3 separate regions of the Mus musculus genome follow, and all the other regions are linked to region 3. Evidence: chromatin contacts called from public HiChIP or PLAC-seq and promoter capture Hi-C data. All regions are on one chromosome and are shown on one strand. The core of a region is the stretch at or near the end of the contact, and the rest is flanking DNA. Distances in the headings are between cores, read along the strand shown. Region 1 holds the start of Traf3ip3 (TRAF3 interacting protein 3). Region 2 has its middle 15 kb from the start of Gm31078. Region 3 holds the start of Syt14 (synaptotagmin XIV).

What was found. HiChIP or PLAC-seq counts read pairs in DNA pulled down with a chosen protein or histone mark. Capture Hi-C pulls out chosen DNA fragments and counts their contacts.
Region 1: a promoter capture Hi-C map of pancreatic islet shows a contact between it and region 3. The contact joins the promoter of Traf3ip3 here to the promoter of Syt14 in region 3. A contact is called at or near these places in 5 of 39 promoter capture datasets (the 3T3-L1 cell line, cranial neural crest, embryonic stem cells and 2 more), 2 of 484 Hi-C or Micro-C datasets (erythroblasts and rod photoreceptor) and 2 of 9 other capture datasets (adipose tissue and pancreatic islet).
Region 2: a contact with region 3 is called in an H3K27ac HiChIP or PLAC-seq map of epiblast stem cells. The contact joins the enhancer-like site here to the promoter of Syt14 in region 3. A contact is called at or near these places in 3 of 39 promoter capture datasets (embryonic stem cells, liver and neural stem cells), 7 of 484 Hi-C or Micro-C datasets (the N1E-115 cell line, Sertoli cells, cortical neurons and 1 more), 11 of 115 datasets of contacts at active chromatin or transcription factors (astrocytes, embryonic basal ganglia, embryonic forebrain and 7 more) and 1 of 9 other capture datasets (embryonic tail).

The regions. Positions count from the first base shown.
Region 1 is chr1:193,200,132-193,203,186 of GRCm38.p6, forward strand. It overlaps Traf3ip3 (TRAF3 interacting protein 3), which reads right to left and starts at 1,415. Exons shown (of 16, transcript NM_153137.4): 1 at 1,164-1,415; 2 at 762-867.
Region 2 is chr1:192,794,655-192,797,852 of GRCm38.p6, forward strand. No RefSeq gene overlaps it. Among named protein-coding and RNA genes, the nearest start is that of Gm31078, 15 kb to the left of the region's middle. Within about 2 kb of position 1,462, at least 57 of the 459 cell types and tissues checked have an H3K27ac peak or open chromatin away from gene starts, as enhancers often do. A contact at or near this core is called in the N1E-115 cell line and epiblast stem cells, where this site is marked.
Region 3 is chr1:193,034,233-193,037,079 of GRCm38.p6, forward strand. Syt14 (synaptotagmin XIV) reads right to left here and starts at 1,543. Exons shown (of 8, transcript NM_181546.3): 1 at 1,391-1,543. The coding sequence starts at 1,403.

The sequences.
Region 1 (3,055 bases), core at 165-2,664, 170 kb after region 3:
CCATCTTGGAATAATTTTACTGTGGTTCCTGTAGTCTCTGAGTTTGGGTTACAAGGACAAAACACTTCTGTGTGGTCTGGATGTAATCATCAACTCAATTAGGTCAGACAGGAAGTCAAAGAACAGGTAGGTGAAGAAAGGAGATGCCATTATAAGTGTGAGGGCTTAGGCTCCCCACTGTGGGACTTACCAGAGGGAGCTCCCAGGTTCCCTACCTTCCAGACGGGAAGAAGAAAGGTCTGAGGGGTTGAGAACAGGTCTGTGAGGATGTCTCTTCCTGTTCTCCATCTATTGTCTGTAGGGCCACTGAAATATGGCTATTTTACTCTCTGCATCATTAGGTCTTAATGCTTAGGAAGTTGCAATAGGAATGGCTCCCTAGAGAGAGGAGTGTCTCCAAACCCATAGCCTTCTACACCTCCTGGGGTGTGGCGTGACACCTGTATGGAACCACACAGCCTTCTAGGATGGTGGGATCATCCTGGCTTGCTTTAACGCAAGTAGGCTATGGAAAGTCTGATGGACAGGGACAGGCTATAGAAAAAAAGGAACTGGTCCTGTAGTTCAGAAAAAGGTCACAAGGCCACTGCCCAGGATTTCTGTAGTTTCTGAGGTACCCCTGGCCAACATGAAAGGGCCTAGTTAGAGCTCGGAGGAAGGGCTAGTACTGGCTAGGGAAGGCTCTCCTTCCTGCACAGGAAGACAGCAGCACACTGCCCCTCAACTACAGACATGTTGACTTGCCACAGTTTTGCACCTACCTCCTGGCTGTGTATGCAGAGGAGATGATGGGTGGCTTCCTACACGAATCTGGCCTTCTTAGTTCAGAGTTCTCAGCGGGAGCTGAAGAGCCTGTTACAGGGATCCCTACATTGAAGGGATTGGGAAAAGTCATTTAATTTGTGTTATGGATGCAGAGCACACCAACACCAAGCCATGCAACTCACACCTAACCGAAGCCATCAGACGGAGCAGAGCTGGGAGCCATACCCTGTGGTTGCCTGAGGTCTCTAGCACAGGATGTTTTTTTGTCATACAAGCCCCATCGAGTACATTCTACCACCTGCTGCTACGCAGGAGGCTGGCATGGCAGAGCGTATTCTGCCCCACCCTAAGTCAGCAGATCCAAACCAAGATCCCAAAGCATCTTCCTCCACAGTTACCTCAAGTCCCAGGTTCTGTCTCAAGTGTCTCAGGAGAGCCTTCAGCCCTTTCTTTCTAGGTCTCTCTGGTCTCAGAAGGCTGGGGAAGCTGTCAAGCCGAGTTTCTGAAGAAGTTTCTAAACCCCCTCACCATTTTCTTCTTATACTGACGTTATTTTCGCACAGCAGCATGCTGAAACAGGAAACACAAGCCACAGTGTTCACAAACCTCAGTTCCTCTCCTTGCCCTTAGCAATTTGAGAGGGCCCCTGCACTCTTGGGGCCTCCAGGGCTGGTGAGGAAGTCCACCCAGGCACCCACTCTCCAACTACCTGATTGGTCTGCTCTCTGGCAGTTTCAGCCCAGTATTCACTTCCTCTGGTTGGTGCTGTAGCTCGGTAGGTAGAGTGCTTACTTGCCTAGCAAGCACAAAGCCCTAGACTCCACCCCCAGCATTAAAAGCCAGACCTGAAACCCCGGCATTCAGGAAGTAGAGGCAGGAGGACCAGGAGGTCAAGATCATCCATATTGAGTTCAAGGCTAGCCTGAGCTACATGAAACCCTGTTTAAAAAAAAATGTTTTTCTAGGACTACACAGGGATGAATTCTGGGCCATATCTATACCTTGCCACTTCTGTGGTAAGACCCAGGAGGGATGTTTCTCATACCATCTAGCTGTTTGGAGTCTCTTTTTCCCAATACTGGCATTGGGTAGAGTCTCCTGTGGTCTGAAGGATCTGTGTGTTTTGTGGAGTTCCAGATCCTTGAGGGCATCCTGGATTCATGTCTTTATGAGGCAGTGTGGAGGGGTGAAATATGGAGGGCTAGAGGGCAGAAGGCAGGTAGCCAAAAGAATCTGAAAAATCCCAGTGAATTGAACTAAGAAATTTTGGGAAAAATTAAAGAGAACTGATACATTAAAAAGAAACTTACAAATGGGAAATCCCAGAGCAACTCAGGATAGATAAACAGGAAACTGAGTTTGTACAAGTTCAAGGACTGCTCTGCAACCTTCTGAACAAGCCACTCAGTATGGAGACTATACAGTTCGAAATGTGTGAGGCAGGTGTGAGACAGGTGTGAGGCAGGTGTGAGACAGGTATGAAGCAGGTGTGAGGCAGATAATGATATATTCAAGTAGCTAGGATAAGTTTTGTTAACATGGAGAACTTATCACAGTCCTCTTCATGACTGCTATTTCCTCATTCTCTTAAGAGAAAAAGTCAAGAAGTAGGCAGGAAGGAAGCACGCAGGCCAGATTCTTATACTAGAACCCAGACCAAGGAGGCTCCTAGGGTGAGAAATACCCGAGAACACAGGGAGACAGGAGATTGTATCAGAATTGCCATAGATCCTTTTGGACTTTATTAAAAACTATATAGAAATGTATACAGAGATCAAATTCTTATCTATGGCTGGGTACTCTTTGGGTGCTATACTCATGCTACTGGGACTAATGTTAATGCAAGTTCAAAGTCACATAGCATGGGTTCATGAGTACATGGGTACATGAGTGCATGAGTGCATGGGTGCATGAATACATGAGTGCATTACCAGCCCAAGTAATTTATTCTAGAATAAAGCTCCAGGTACTTTTATTAGTCTACTAGTGGTATCTATCTATCTATCTATCTATCTATCTATCTATCTATCTATATGCTGTGGTTTGGATCCCCCAAAGTTCCACATCTCAGAGCCTAGCTCCCCACCTCAGCACTGCTGGAAGGTGCTAGAATCTTGGGAATGGGCTTATTGGGAGGCAGTTAGACTGTTGGTAGTGTGTCCTCAGAGGGGAGAGTCCATCTAGGCTCTTCTCTCCACTTTTTACTTTCTAGTCATGAGGTGAGCTTTTGCCCTATCACGAAGTTCTGCTCTGCTGTTCACCTCATCACAGGCCTGGAAACGTCTGAGGT
Region 2 (3,198 bases), core at 212-2,711, 240 kb before region 3:
AAGGGCTTCCCAACCACACAAGACTGAGGCCAGTGGCCTGGAACATTATTTTCTATCCCGTAGACCTTGCACCAGTCCCCTGGAGGCCTTGGTAATGGGCTGGGATCCAGCTACAGGAAAAGAGAAGACACTGTTTACAGCACTCCCAGAGGCACACCACATTTTAAGAATACGTATGCCCACCCTTTGTAGCAAACATCGGATTGTAGACGCTGCTATACATACCCTTGTAGTATGGAGATGCGGGACTGCTCTCCTGAGTTTCCCAGAAGCCTCTGCCTGGTAGGGTATGGCTGGAGTAACATGCTGCAGCCCTGACTTCCCTTCTGTGTTTGGTCAGGATAGTAGTGACAACAGCTTTCAAGCCCCACCCACAATCCCTGTACACCAACCCCACCCTCAAAGCCCCTCCCATAGGCCCTCCCACCAGCTCTGCCCACCAGCCCTGCCCACTGACCCGCCTACAAGCCCCGCCCACAAGCCCCGCCCACAGAACCCCACCCATCAGCCTGTCCACCTGCTCTGCCTTCAAAGCCCTACCTACAAGCCCTCCTACCAGCTCTGCTTACAAGCCCCACCCACAAGCCCTGCCCATCAGCCCCTCCCAAGAGCCCTGTCCACAAGCCCTGCCTACCAGCCCCGCCCATCAGCCCCACCCACTGACTCTGGCTCCACCCACCAGCCCTGCCCACCAACGCTGCCCTTGCTCTCATTCAGACTTGCTTTGCTACCTACCCCCTCGCCCTCCCCCCACCAAACAACTGGCCAGTGTCTTGTAGAATCTTTTTCTTTTCTTTTCCTTTCTTTTTTAATTAAAAAAATATATTTTTATGTGTATGGATGTTTTGCCTGCTTGGTGCCTGCAGAGGTCAGAAGAGAGCAGCAGATCTTGAGGAACTGGAGTCACAGATGGTTGTGAGCTGCCATGCAGGTGCTGGGAATTGAACCTGGGTCTTCTAGAAGAGCAACCAGTGTTCTTAACTGCTGGGCCATCTTTCCAACCCCTCTGTAAGTCCAGGCTGTTTTAGAACTCACTGAACACACCGGACTGGCCTTGAACTCATGGCAACGACTCTGTCTCGTTCTCCCAAGTACTGGAATCAGAAGCTTATACAATTAGACCCCAACTTCTGAAATCACTTAGGACAAGGTTTCCTTCTGTGGTGCTGGAAACCAAACCTAAGGACTCACAGCTCAGTCACTAAGCCACACAGACAGCAACCTTCAGAAAGCATGTTTGATATGGGGGCGGCAGACAGAACGCCCCCCCCCCAACAATCATTTTAACCCCACAAGCTCATCTTCCCCCTTCATTACTATCTCTATCAAAGCACCTGACTTCTGTAAGAATGTGCCCAGAAAAAAACTTTTATTTTAGACAGTGGGTATTTCCAGAGACGGGAAACACAGACCTGTAGTCAAGGAAGACCAGGCACTTGGCAAACGCCTCCTCTGCCCCAGCAGCCTGGTTCCCAGGGCCCATGCCTGCCTCTCTGGCATGGCCTCCGCCAAGGAAGGGTGTTGAGAGGAGCTCTTCCTGAAGGGAGAAGCAGTTTTCTGGGTTTTAATGAGATCATTTATTGTCTCCTTGCTCTGACGAAGACAGTAAATGTGACGGGTGAAGTTTAAAGAATAATTAGTCCCAGAGGTGAACCCATCCCCGCAGTCCGTGTTTCCCCCTCAGCCTGTTGAGAAGCTGACTGCTTCCAGATGCTCCTGATTTCAACAGTGAGCAAAGCGGGTTCTTTTGAGCTGCAGACCTGTCAGAGAAAGCTGGCTTCTGAGAAGAGGCTTAGCAGGTTCCTAAAGGGCCAGCTGAGGAGGAAGCGGTGCTGAGGTGAAGCCCTGTACCCCACCCCCACCCCCACCCCATGGGGAGGCAGAGGAAGGCCAGGTCAGCCCTAATTAGCTGTTAAGGAATCTGACTGTCTGGAAGGCGGCTGTGAAGAATGCTCTCCATGATTCCGCCAGGTTTCCAACAGAGCCAGCCCAGTTAGGGACTTCCTGCTTCCCCAGAGCTCCCCCACTACCACATCTGGAGCGGCTGATGGAAACTGCAAATCAGTCTTTGATAAGCACCTGCCACTTCCACTTCAGAGACAAGATCTTTTGTCCCTGTCAGTTGCCTGGTAGCTAGGAAAGAATCCTAAGAGCCAGAGCTCCCGCCGCCCCCCCCCCGTCGTCCCCCCGTCGCCCCCCCCCTCCGCTCCCCCCCCCCCCCGCAAGACTGCTCAACGCAGCCTACGATCCAGAGGAAGAAAGCTGCGTGTGTACCAGGGCCCTCCTTTGTCTCCCATGCCCACTCTCTGGGCCTGCTCTGGGGAGAGAACACGAGGCCACATACTCCAGATGTGGGCTACAGGGGCCTAAGGAACGCAAGTGTCTCCCTTGGCGGGGAGGACAAATATCTGTGAAGAAGGACTATAGGTAGAGGCAGGCCTCACCCTACATGCCCAGGTGGGAGCAGAGGGAGAGGACATGGAGGACTGAAGGGGCATAAACAGCACCGCTCCTGGCTGCACAGGAAGGAGGAGAGATGGGAGGAGGGAGCTCACACAGGCTGTTCCTCTGCTCCCTCACACTCCATGCTTGTCTACAGTCTCCAGCTGGGGCCTGAGCCACCCCAAACAGGACTGACTCCTCCACAGCACTGAGGACCCATAGCAGGGGTATTTTTTGGTTTGGTTTGGTTTGGTTTGTTGGTTTTTAGGTTTATTTATTTTATGTCTATGAGTACACTGTAGCTGTACACACCAGAAGAGGGCATCTGATCCCATTACAGATGGTTGTGAGCCACCATGTGGTTGCTGGGAATTGAACTCAGGATCTCTGGAAGAGCAGTCAGTGCTCTTCTCCACTGAGCCATCTCTCCAGCCCACTCATACCAATTGTGGAGGTCCATCAAGTGATTCGATTCTCTTTTAGAAACAGACATAGGAGAAAATTTTGAATCCAAAATGCCTGAATAAAAATGTCCACAGAGTCATCTTTATACAGTTATAACCTGTTTATAGTTTTGTTATATTTCTCGGGGGAACGTTTTATTTCTATTGAGTGTGTGTATCTGTATGTGTGAACATGCTCATGCTGCAGGCTGTCCTGAAATTCACAGTGTAGTCCAGGCTGGTCTCAAACTGGCAGCAACTCTCTTAATTTAGCCTTCCAAATGCTGGAATTAACCAGGGTAATCTGCTACGC
Region 3 (2,847 bases), core at 293-2,792:
TAAAATTATATTTGTATGACTTTACAAGAAATCCTTCCACAAAGTTGTTGACAAAATAAAGCATTCTACGTCAACCAGTGAATTTCACTCCCTAATTCCAGCTCTAATAAACAGTACTGAGAAGAATAAGGGTTGAACATGCTGTTCTGAACATCAACGATTACAGGTAGATTTTATTCTCCATCATCTTAGCAAATCATGTCAATGTGTCCCGTACTTAATCTCTAAATTGAAGTAAACATGAAACACACAGCTGAGTTAATTCTGGAGTTTGGTGGCTGGATCCTAAAGAAGCCCCCAGGCGTGTATACTAACAGAGACCAGTCACCTAAGGGAATTACTGTGCGAGGGGGAACACATTAAATGTAGGCAAGTAATGATTCAGCTACAGGTACTCTGTACAGGTCACGCAGGGAAGTTTTGGAAATCCTTTTTTTTGTACTGAGCTCATCTAAAATGGAAAACAAGATGCTGTAAGCATCACACCTGTGTGATACTAACTGCACAATATGCTCCTTAAAAGCAAGGCAAATTCCACTCCACTCCAACTCCATGCTCTCAGAATAAGAGGAAAATACACATCGGTACCACTTACCTTACCCAATTCGAATCAAGCTACTTGTGAAACATTTCTGTTGCCAATCTTCTGGGTGCGTTTGTCATAAATAGGCATTTGCCTCTCCCCGGAAAAAAGCAATTGTGAGGGTCAGATAAGAGGGTTGACCTCACGAAGATGTCCTGGCCCCCCTATACCCGTCAACCGAAGGGGACAGCGTGGTTATCATCGGCCCAGAAAGCCCGACAGGAGCAGCAGGATGAGCGGATCCCACAAGGGCAGCCTCCCGCTGCCGAACAGCACGGCGCTTCTCAATACCTCAGAGCCTCATTCACCTCAGCATCTCGGTATCTCAGCGCCCTAGTACCTGAGCATCTCACTCAGTACCTCAGCGCCTTAGTAACTGAGTCTCCTCAGTGCCTCAGAACCTCAGCGCCTCATTTACCTCAGAGACTCAGCACCTCAGTGTCTAAGTACCTAAGTCTCCTCTGTGCCTCAGAACCTCAGCGCCTCATTATCACCTCAGAGACTGAGCGAGTTGGCGTCTAAGTACCTCAGCGCCTTAGTACCTGAGCATCTCACTCAGTACTTCAGAGCCTTAGTACCTGAGCATCTCACTCAGTACTTCAGAGCCTTAGTGCCTGAGCATCTCACTCGGTACCTCAGCGCCCAAAGTGTGTAGGCCAGTGCTCGCGAGGGCCGCACGCCGCGCCTAGGCCGGTGTCCCGCATTAGCTTCCCTTACAGTCCGGACCCGCAACCCGCACCTCGGCCTCCTGGGCCCTGCGCTCGCTCGCGGGGCGTCTTCTCCGCGCATCGCTTGCCTTCCACTTACCTTCGATCGCCATGATGCGCTCGCCATGGACCGCACCAACCACGCAGGGAGAGCGGGGGTAAGTGCTGGAGCTTGCTCTTCTTAGGCCTCGGGCCAGAGGGGCGGGAACGCCCCGGGGCCAGGCAGCTGGGCCTCCAGGAGCTGGGGCGGGGCGGCGGGGTGGGGTCGAAGCTCCGGAGCAGGCGGCGCAGGAAGCGGAACCTTCCACGGTCGCGCACCGTCGGCACGTGACACCGCCCCGCCCCCGGCCCCTCTAGGCCCCGCCCCTCGCAACAACTATAGTTTGGCCCACAACCTCGACTTAACCCATTCCCATCTACCTTCCCAGGCCCCGCCCCCGAAATATCCACAACCCCGCCTACCACCCTGACCCGCCACGCCCGCCTCTTGCTGGCCACGCCCTCACCTCCCCCAACCCCCTCTCCCCCAGCCAGTGCAGGGTCTCAGGCGGGCGTTCCCAACAGGTGCAGACAGAGCAGAGAGCAGCCTCAGCAGCCAGCCTTCACCAGGCTTCCAGAGCGGCTGGACAAGCGGTCAGGACCACGGACAGGTCTCCGCACCCAGGAGGTGCCAGATTCCCTCTCAGCGAAGATCTATTCAGTTTGGTTTGGTTTGCCTGAACACTCACCTCAGATTTCAGCCAGCCAGTAGAGACAGCTTCGTGGCACAGCAAACCAGAAAGAGGGATCGTGAGGATAGTCTCTGTCTCTCCCTCCTTCCCTCTCTCTCTTCAGCCTCATTTCTAATGTGACCCAACTCCACAGGAGCCTGATGCCTCCTTGGAGGAACGAGTTCCCCATTTGTCTATGCATTGCAAGCACACATTTGAAGCCACACAATTGTAGGTGTTGCACAGACGTCTTGACAAAGGGCCTGAAATGCATGTCATGTACCCATTTTTAAGTTTGCAAGCCCTTGAGCATGTGAACACCCAAAAGCCAACCCCGAGCAAACTAGCTACCTAATCAGCCCCTCTCCACTGTTTATCCCGCTTCGTTTGGGTACTTTAAAGGCCGGATGGAGGAGCCTAGAAGGATAGGGGATTAGTGATTCTTCCTTGTGGAGAAGATGGTCACTCCTAGAACAGGTGGCTATATTAAGGACAGAAACAAAGAAGAAAATATTTTCCACTTATTATGTGAGGTTGGACTGTAATCTAGAGCAGAAACTGCCTTTCATTGCTTTTATATAACTTCTCCCTCAGTCGATTGATGCTCAATAGGCATCGATTCTTTAACATTTTTTTTCTACATTTGCTTATTTATTGGGGCAGGACCTTCGTGTGAAGGTTAAAAGACAGTTTGCAGAAGTTTGTTCTCATCACCATATGACCTCCAGGGATCAAAATCAGGTTGTCAGCCAGGCTTGGTAGCAAACATCTTTACCTTCTGAGACTTTTCCCTGACCCTGTTCTTTAATGTTTTGACTAGTCCAGTGAATATCTGTTGATCTAGGCA